Regions from separate parts of the Sus scrofa genome. Here region 1 is linked to region 2. A link is a contact called in public HiChIP or PLAC-seq data. All regions are on one chromosome and are shown on one strand. The core of a region is the stretch at or near the end of the contact, and the rest is flanking DNA. Distances in the headings are between cores, read along the strand shown. Region 1 overlaps SMG7 (protein SMG7). Region 2 overlaps DHX9 (ATP-dependent RNA helicase A).

Evidence for each region. HiChIP or PLAC-seq counts read pairs in DNA pulled down with a chosen protein or histone mark.
Region 1: an H3K27ac HiChIP or PLAC-seq map of alveolar macrophages shows a contact between it and region 2. The contact joins two enhancer-like sites. A contact is called at or near these places in 2 of 5 promoter capture datasets (fetal skeletal muscle and liver) and 2 of 2 datasets of contacts at active chromatin or transcription factors (alveolar macrophages and skeletal muscle).

The regions. Positions count from the first base shown.
Region 1 is chr9:124,743,327-124,746,887 of Sscrofa11.1, reverse strand. SMG7 (protein SMG7) reads right to left here. Exons shown (of 22, transcript XM_021063792.1): 5 at 695-866. Among named protein-coding and RNA genes, the nearest start is that of NMNAT2, 47 kb to the right of the region's middle. Within about 2 kb of position 1,642, at least 1 of the 83 cell types and tissues checked has an H3K27ac peak or open chromatin away from gene starts, as enhancers often do. A contact at or near this core is called in alveolar macrophages, where this site is marked.
Region 2 is chr9:124,157,728-124,161,378 of Sscrofa11.1, reverse strand. It overlaps DHX9 (ATP-dependent RNA helicase A), which reads right to left. Exons shown (of 28, transcript XM_021063778.1): 12 at 3,545-3,651. Among named protein-coding and RNA genes, the nearest start is that of DHX9, 18 kb to the right of the region's middle. Within about 2 kb of position 2,043, at least 2 of the 83 cell types and tissues checked have an H3K27ac peak or open chromatin away from gene starts, as enhancers often do. A contact at or near this core is called in alveolar macrophages, where this site is marked.

The DNA of each region.
Region 1 (3,561 bases), core at 393-2,892, 590 kb before region 2:
GTACTACTCACTAAATCTCCCTGTGGAAACTGGTGCTAACTTTGATGTGACCTCTCACAGAGTCAATGATGTCAACGACATCAAGACATCCAGGATCTTTAAATTTAAAGCAGTAATATTCTCCATTCCTTGTTATTGGAGGACAACAAAATCCTATAGTTAATTTGTTTTATAACCATTTAGGTCACCTTTTTAAAGGAATGAACAAAATAAATGAGTTATATAACATTCCCAGATAAAATACGTAACACAGAAATACAAACTCCACAGTAAAAAGGAAACAATTAAAAATGACCTTTTACTGCACTGGTAAGAAGAAAAGAAGGCAATCTAATTTCAAAAGGAGCAATTTTATAAAACCCACAATTCCAAGAGTACAGATTTTTAATTTAGAAAATATTATGGCACCAACTTAGAAAAACTGAGCTTTGATTACATTGTTGCTATTTATTATTTGCCTACATCTGCATAGAGTCTGAAAAAAATTTAAATCTGATATGAAAGTTACTTCCTCCATGATCTTTTGCCAATGGCAAAGCATTCAGAAAATCTAAGCAACTTAAAATACATTTTATAGTTTCCTCTTACGGCAATCTAAGTTGTGTGTGCATGATCAAAGAAAAAGAATTTCTTTCTATGATTACTCCATAAAAAGCATAAATGCATTATCAATTCCTTCAAACCAAAGGCTCACCAATGTCTCCAAGGTGGACGAGGCAGTGCTGGCAGATATAGGAACAGGAGCTGGACTGTGGCTTCACTATGGCGCTGGTATGCGTCTGTTTATTGCTGATAATTCCCAATTGGGAAGACTTTACACGGCATGGTAAATCTACATTAAACACTGTACACAGTTCTTGTAATAACTAAAAGGAAAACATGAGCAAGACTTAGTATTAAGTCAGAACTGCTAAGTCAGAAGTGCTCTAACAGTAACTTGTATACTTTAACATGTGTAACTAATATCACATACTGCTGAGACCTGCCAATTTTATAGGATAACTAGTAACATTTATTACAAATCATGTATTTTGATTTCTCAAGTGTTAAAGCAATCTAGGGTGTACATCTAAAAGGAACATCAGCATTTCAAAAAAAAGATTTTAGGAGTTCTGTTGTGGTTTAGTGGGTTACGAACCTGACTAGTATTCATGGGGATGCAGGTGTGATCCCTGGCCTCAATCAGTGGGTTAAGGATTGGGCACTGCCGTGAGCTGTGGTGTTAGGTCACAGACATGGCTTGATCCCGCGTGTGGCTGTGGCGTGGGCTGGCAGCAGTAGCTCTGATTTGACCTCTAGCCGGGGAACTTCCGTATGCCACAAGTGTGGCCCTGAAAAGCAAAAAAATAAAAATAAATAAATAAATAGACTTTACCTGAATAGGGTATGCAGACTCATTCAGCAAGAAACTCCATGAAACTTACCTATCTATCGATCCCTCTTAGAAACACAGAAAAACCACTAAAGATTGGTTGGTTACAAATTTTACTAAACACATCAGCATATTTGGCAGACTTCGGGAATTTCCTGAGATTTATTTTCTTAAGCCCAAGGTCAGTTTGTGCTTTGCATACAGTAAAGACGTCTATTGGTATTACAGACCTGGAAGGGACTTGTGACATTAGTAGACCACCCACTCCTTCCTCCTTTCATCTCTCGTCTTATAGTATGAGACAGTTCCTCCTTCTGGTCAAAGATAACTTCTCTGTCTGAGCATGCCTGTTTTATTCTTTTCTGCCTCCTGCCTGTCAACCTCATTAGTTAAATCTGCTTTCAACTTCTCATGCTTCTTTGCTGTGGCCTATAAAGTATTGCCCACAGAAAACAAATAATAATAATTATTATTATATTAAAAGACCCCACAGAACCAAAGCAATTTTCCTTGACTCTAGATTTTTCCTCCAGCAACCTTATAATGTCTCTCCTTCTCAAAATTCCTTCAAAGGAGTCCACTTGTATCACACTTGCTTTCTCAGTTCCTATTCACTCCTTAGTCCACTATGATCTGGCTTCCACACAATCCCTCCTCTACCCATCCCACAATCCACAACCACTCTAAAACTGCTGTCTACATGACAACTGGTTATAAGTAAGCAAATACAATGGACACTTTCTAACATCTTCCTATTGGGTCTCTCTGCTACACTTAAAACTGCTGATACTGGAGTTCCCGTCGTGGTCATGGCTCAGGGGAAACAAATCTGACTAGTATCCAAGAGGACGCAGGTTCGATCCCTGGCCTCGCTCAGTGTAAGGATCTGGTGGTGCCGTGAGCTGTGGTGCCGGTCACAGACATGGCTCCGATCTGGTGTTGCTGTGGCTGTGGCTGTGGCATAGGCAAGTGGCTATAGCTCCGATTTGACCCCTAGCCTGGGAACCTCCACATGCCACAGGTGTGGCCCTAAAAAGACACACACACACACACACACAAACCAAAACAACAAAAACACCAAAACAACAACAAAAAAACCCAGCTGATATTATGGTTGATAGCTCTTCTAGTTCTTTTTATCCTGCCAATCATTTATTTTCAGTGTCCTTCATTTAAAGGCTTTTCTCCTCCCACCTCAATCCCATCAAGGTTTCATTCTTGGCCCCAGACAGTTCTTCACATTCTATTCTCATTCATTCAAATATTTACTTACAAACATATTCATTCAAATATTTGGTTACTGTATTACACAGCATGGTAAACAATAGAGACATGAAAATGAGTAAGAAAATGTGTCTTTAAGAGCTTACAGCTAAATAAGCAAGACAGGTACATAAAATAAGGAGAAGAAAGGTAGAGATAAGCCATTAGAATGTTCTATATTTGTAATAAACTTCATTTCCTGGGTTATTTGAGACATCTGTCTCACTTTATCCTTGTGATAAACTAGTAGCAATAAAGTATGTAGGCATGAAACTCCATTCTTTTCAGATGAGGATATGAAAGCAACAGAAATATCAAGTGATTTGACTAAAGTTACAGAATTAGAAATATTTTGATTCTATAACCATTCTTTCTAACACGTGCAGAACTCACAATACAAAATAAGACACCATGAAGACCCAACTCAGAAGGATTAAAAAAATCTCACCCTTTTCCTAATATAAAAACCATCTCTATAGCCAAATACATATATATAAATTCTATAGTCTCTTCTCATAAAGCACAGGAATTACCTACCTCTTTACTTATGCCTGTACATTTATAATGGGCAAGAAATTTGCTGACATAAGACTGAGTAAACAAAATTAGTGCCCAGAATGGTGAGAGGCTGGAAATAGAAAAAGCAAGTATAAGAAAGGGACAAAAAAATGGAAAAAAACCCAAAACAGGTAACAATGAAAGATGGCAAGAAGAAACACAACAGAGGATAAAGAACTGACTTGGATAGATACTGTTAAATAACAGACTGGAAAATTAGGAAAGGTTGAATATCTATCAAGATGAAAAAAGAATGTTCACGAAAAGTAAATGAAACATGATTGGAATTTCATGTGAATGTCTTATAATAAAACTTTTGACTAAAAAGGGGGGGGCAGTTCCCGTTGTGGCTCATTAGTAATGAACCT
Region 2 (3,651 bases), core at 794-3,293:
TACAGTATATGAGCTTTACTTTATACTTTCACTACATTTTCATCTGCTCTCATTTGTTCTGCAGAATCTTATTACTCTGGAGTCCACCTATAGTAGTAGTTTTAAGTGATTACCTCTTCACAATTCTGTTTACCTTATCACAATAGCTAATATTACAGGTAAAACCTTCCATAGCACAGGCAGCTAAAGACCTGTCTCAAAGTGTTCTGCAGTGTTCTAAAATCTGCATCTTTTGGACCCCTTTGACATTTATCCAGAAGTACAATTTCTCTTATCTTAGAGCTCTCTAACTGAAAGAATACAAGTTTCAGAACTTTGTACCTATTTCTCATTTGGGTATTTAAATACATGGTAATGAACTAGGCTGCAATAAAACACAAGATTTCTAGGCACCAGATACCATAAAACATATCAAGCCATTTTTTTTTAACATATCCTCTATTTTCTAGGTTCTGAGTTTATTTTACACGAGGGACAGCTATATTCTTGAATGAAGGCACCTTAGAGTGTGTGCAAGACTGCCAAAATATTCAGAGAAACATGCTTGACTGGCATCCTAGCAATTATAATTCACCTCTCTCATCTTTAAGGTCAGAAAATACTTCCTATTTTCAACTGTGGTACACTTACATAAGCTTAAGTGGCTTGTGTATGAAGAGCATGAAGGCACAAAAAGCATACAGTGTGTGTGGTACAGAATTTACACCAAGGCTGATACTAAGGTTAGGAGTTAACCATGAGCTACTCATTCTGTTTTATTCTAGTCCATTAGTAACTCTCAACTTGTGCTCTATGACTTGAAATAACACATTTAATCCAAGCACACAGAAAACTTTGGTAATAAACTTCATGTAGTTTCTCCTATAAATGACTAGGTGGAGGACAAAGGAGAATTGATACAACAGTGATATTACTATAAAAACTACTGTTATCTCAGATTGTCTTAATAGAATTACTGCATAAAAATTAAAATACTAAAAACTGTATTCTACAATGACCACCAGTTTGCTCAGCCCTACAGCTTTTCCAAGTAGAATGTTGATACTCTATGGTTAACAATTTTAGACCTTATCTTCACAGCTGAACCATAGTTGTTCATAAGACAAAGGGGATATACTAGGATACTCTACAAGACTTTTTACAGTAAGAGGTATCAGACTGATTTGGGATACCATTAGGACAAAAAACATGGAAGCCATAGGATGCGGATCTAGTAAGACAGTCCAGTCATTCAACTGAAATCAGAAGACACAGGCTACATCTCTAAACCACTGGAAATTTTCAAGCAGCAGTTAGGTGATCACCTCATAAACTTTCCACACTGAGAAGGAAGATGGAAGAGTTCTCTGAAGTATATTCCAACTCCATTAAGTCTATTACTTTATGAAAGAATACAAATATAGTGGATAGGGAGTTCCCATTGTGGCGCAGTGGTTAACGAATCCGACTAGGAACCGTGAGGTTGCGGGTTCGGTCCCTGCCCTTGCTCAGTGGGTTAAGGATCCAGCGTTGCCGTGAGCTGTGGTGTAGGTTGCAGACATGGCTTGGATCCTGCGTTGCTGTGGCTCTGGCGTAGGCCAGTGGCTGCAGCTCCGATTGGACCCCTAGCCTGGGAACCTCCATGTGCTGCGGGAGCGGCCCAAAGAAATAGCAAAAAAAGACCAAAAAAAAAAAAAAAAAAAAAAAAGAAAGAAAAAACAAATATAGTGGATAAGTGAGAGCTGTTTTCTATGCAATAGAAGTAAAATCTTTGATCCACCATTCTACCCTGTGACTTCACTGCACTTATATCTGTTACAACCTACGTACAGAAATCTATTCCTTTTACAAATGGAAGCCAATGGAAACGTCCAAATTATCTGGGAAAGGACAGTTATTATGCAAATTATACAAAGCTGAAGACCGAAATACAAAACCCATTTTTATCTAGAATAAAAGCCATTTTTTTTCCTAGAACAACTTGGCCTTGATAAATTAAATAGGAACTGAAAAAAAACACTTCTCACTTGGAGTTCCCTGGTGACTCAGCAGGCTAAGGATCTAGCACTGTCATTGCTGTGGCGTGGATTTGATCCCTAGCCTGGGAACTTCCACGTGTGACAGGCATGGCCAACTCCCCCACCCCCCAAAAAAGCAAAACAAACACAACAACCAAAAAAACCAAACAAAAGAACCTACACTTCTCACTTTTGCAGGAGTTAGTTTTCTTCCCACTCATGACAAGCAAATAACTTTTGATTAAGAACATAGATCAGCTTATTTGCTGAATTCTGCATTTTTTGTCAATATGGCAAAACTGTTTGAGTTTAAAAGTGGAGAGCAGCAGTTAAAGAGGAAGAGCAGAACAGAGCTCAAAGTTCTTCTGTTAAATGGGTGCCTTCCTAAAAACATATCTCCTGAAAAGGTCAGATAAGTGTTAAAGAGCAAGGGTATTTTTATTGTACTTGGGGCTGGAACTTCTGCTGTCAGGCAAAGAATTCATAGCCAGTTTTAGGTGTGAGAAGGGCAATCAGGAACATTCTGAGATGTAGAAAGCCAAAGGCCATATCCCAGAGAAACAAAGCCCTACCATATTTTTTCAAGCTTATGATATCATCAATTTTAAATGCTATGTTCACTCTTCAGTCATTGAGGCCACAAAATCCAACTCTCCTATAAAATGCAGAAGCCAATTTTAAGGCATACCTCCATTTCGGACATGTTAAATCCCTAAGTCAATCAAGGTCTGAGCCAGCCTGAGAGGTGGTATCTAGCTACTTGCAATGCTCTCCTTCCAAGTGCTAGAAGTATGGTGTTAAGAGCTGACAAGACCTACTTTAACCTAAGAAGACTTGGAAGAGCTAATCAGATCTTTCCTAAGTACTGGGACAAACTTTCAGGCACTGCAGTAGTAGCCAAAAGGAAAAAGAATGAAGGCAAATTGTTTAGTTATGAATTCTAGTTTCAACCACTTTCTGTATTAACTTTGGACAATTTTTAAATCTCTTTGTGCTCTAGGTTACTGAAAGAGAAATACTAAATAATACAGTACTTACAACTTAAGTCATAAACTTCAAATGAGTTAAAAAAAAATCAACTGTTTAAAATAGAACCCAATATACAGTAAGCATTCAGCTAGTCATATCTGTTTTGCTGGCTTGGCTACTCTTCCTCTGACTGGTTTTTACTGAATATTAAGGTGCTAAGATTGAGAGAACCAAGGTTTGGGTGTGAACTTAAGGGGGAAGTAGTCTCAGTTTTGTTTAATTCAAGGCCCACAGACTCCCTCTAGCTCAGACATAATCCTCCACAGTCCCAATTTAGCTGAGGAATCTGTGAAGGATACTGGAGATCAACACAAGACTTAAATTCTTTTCATACCTTTTTTTCCTTTTTTTTTTTTTTTTTTTTAATTTTAAAGGGCCTAATGCTCTGCAACTTGCAGAACTTTATGTAGCTACAAAAGGGAGCTGGCCAAAGAATTAGTGATGGTCTGGCATCTAGGCATTCCCACCTCTCAAAAGCTATCCACACCAGGTACATCATAAGCTGGCTTGCTACTTACCTGAGTTACCACAATATTACACTCTGCTGCTCGGTCATTCTGGATAAAGTCATCTAGAATAAACTGGGGAACTTGTGTGGTTTTACCACATCCAGTAGCGCCTCGGA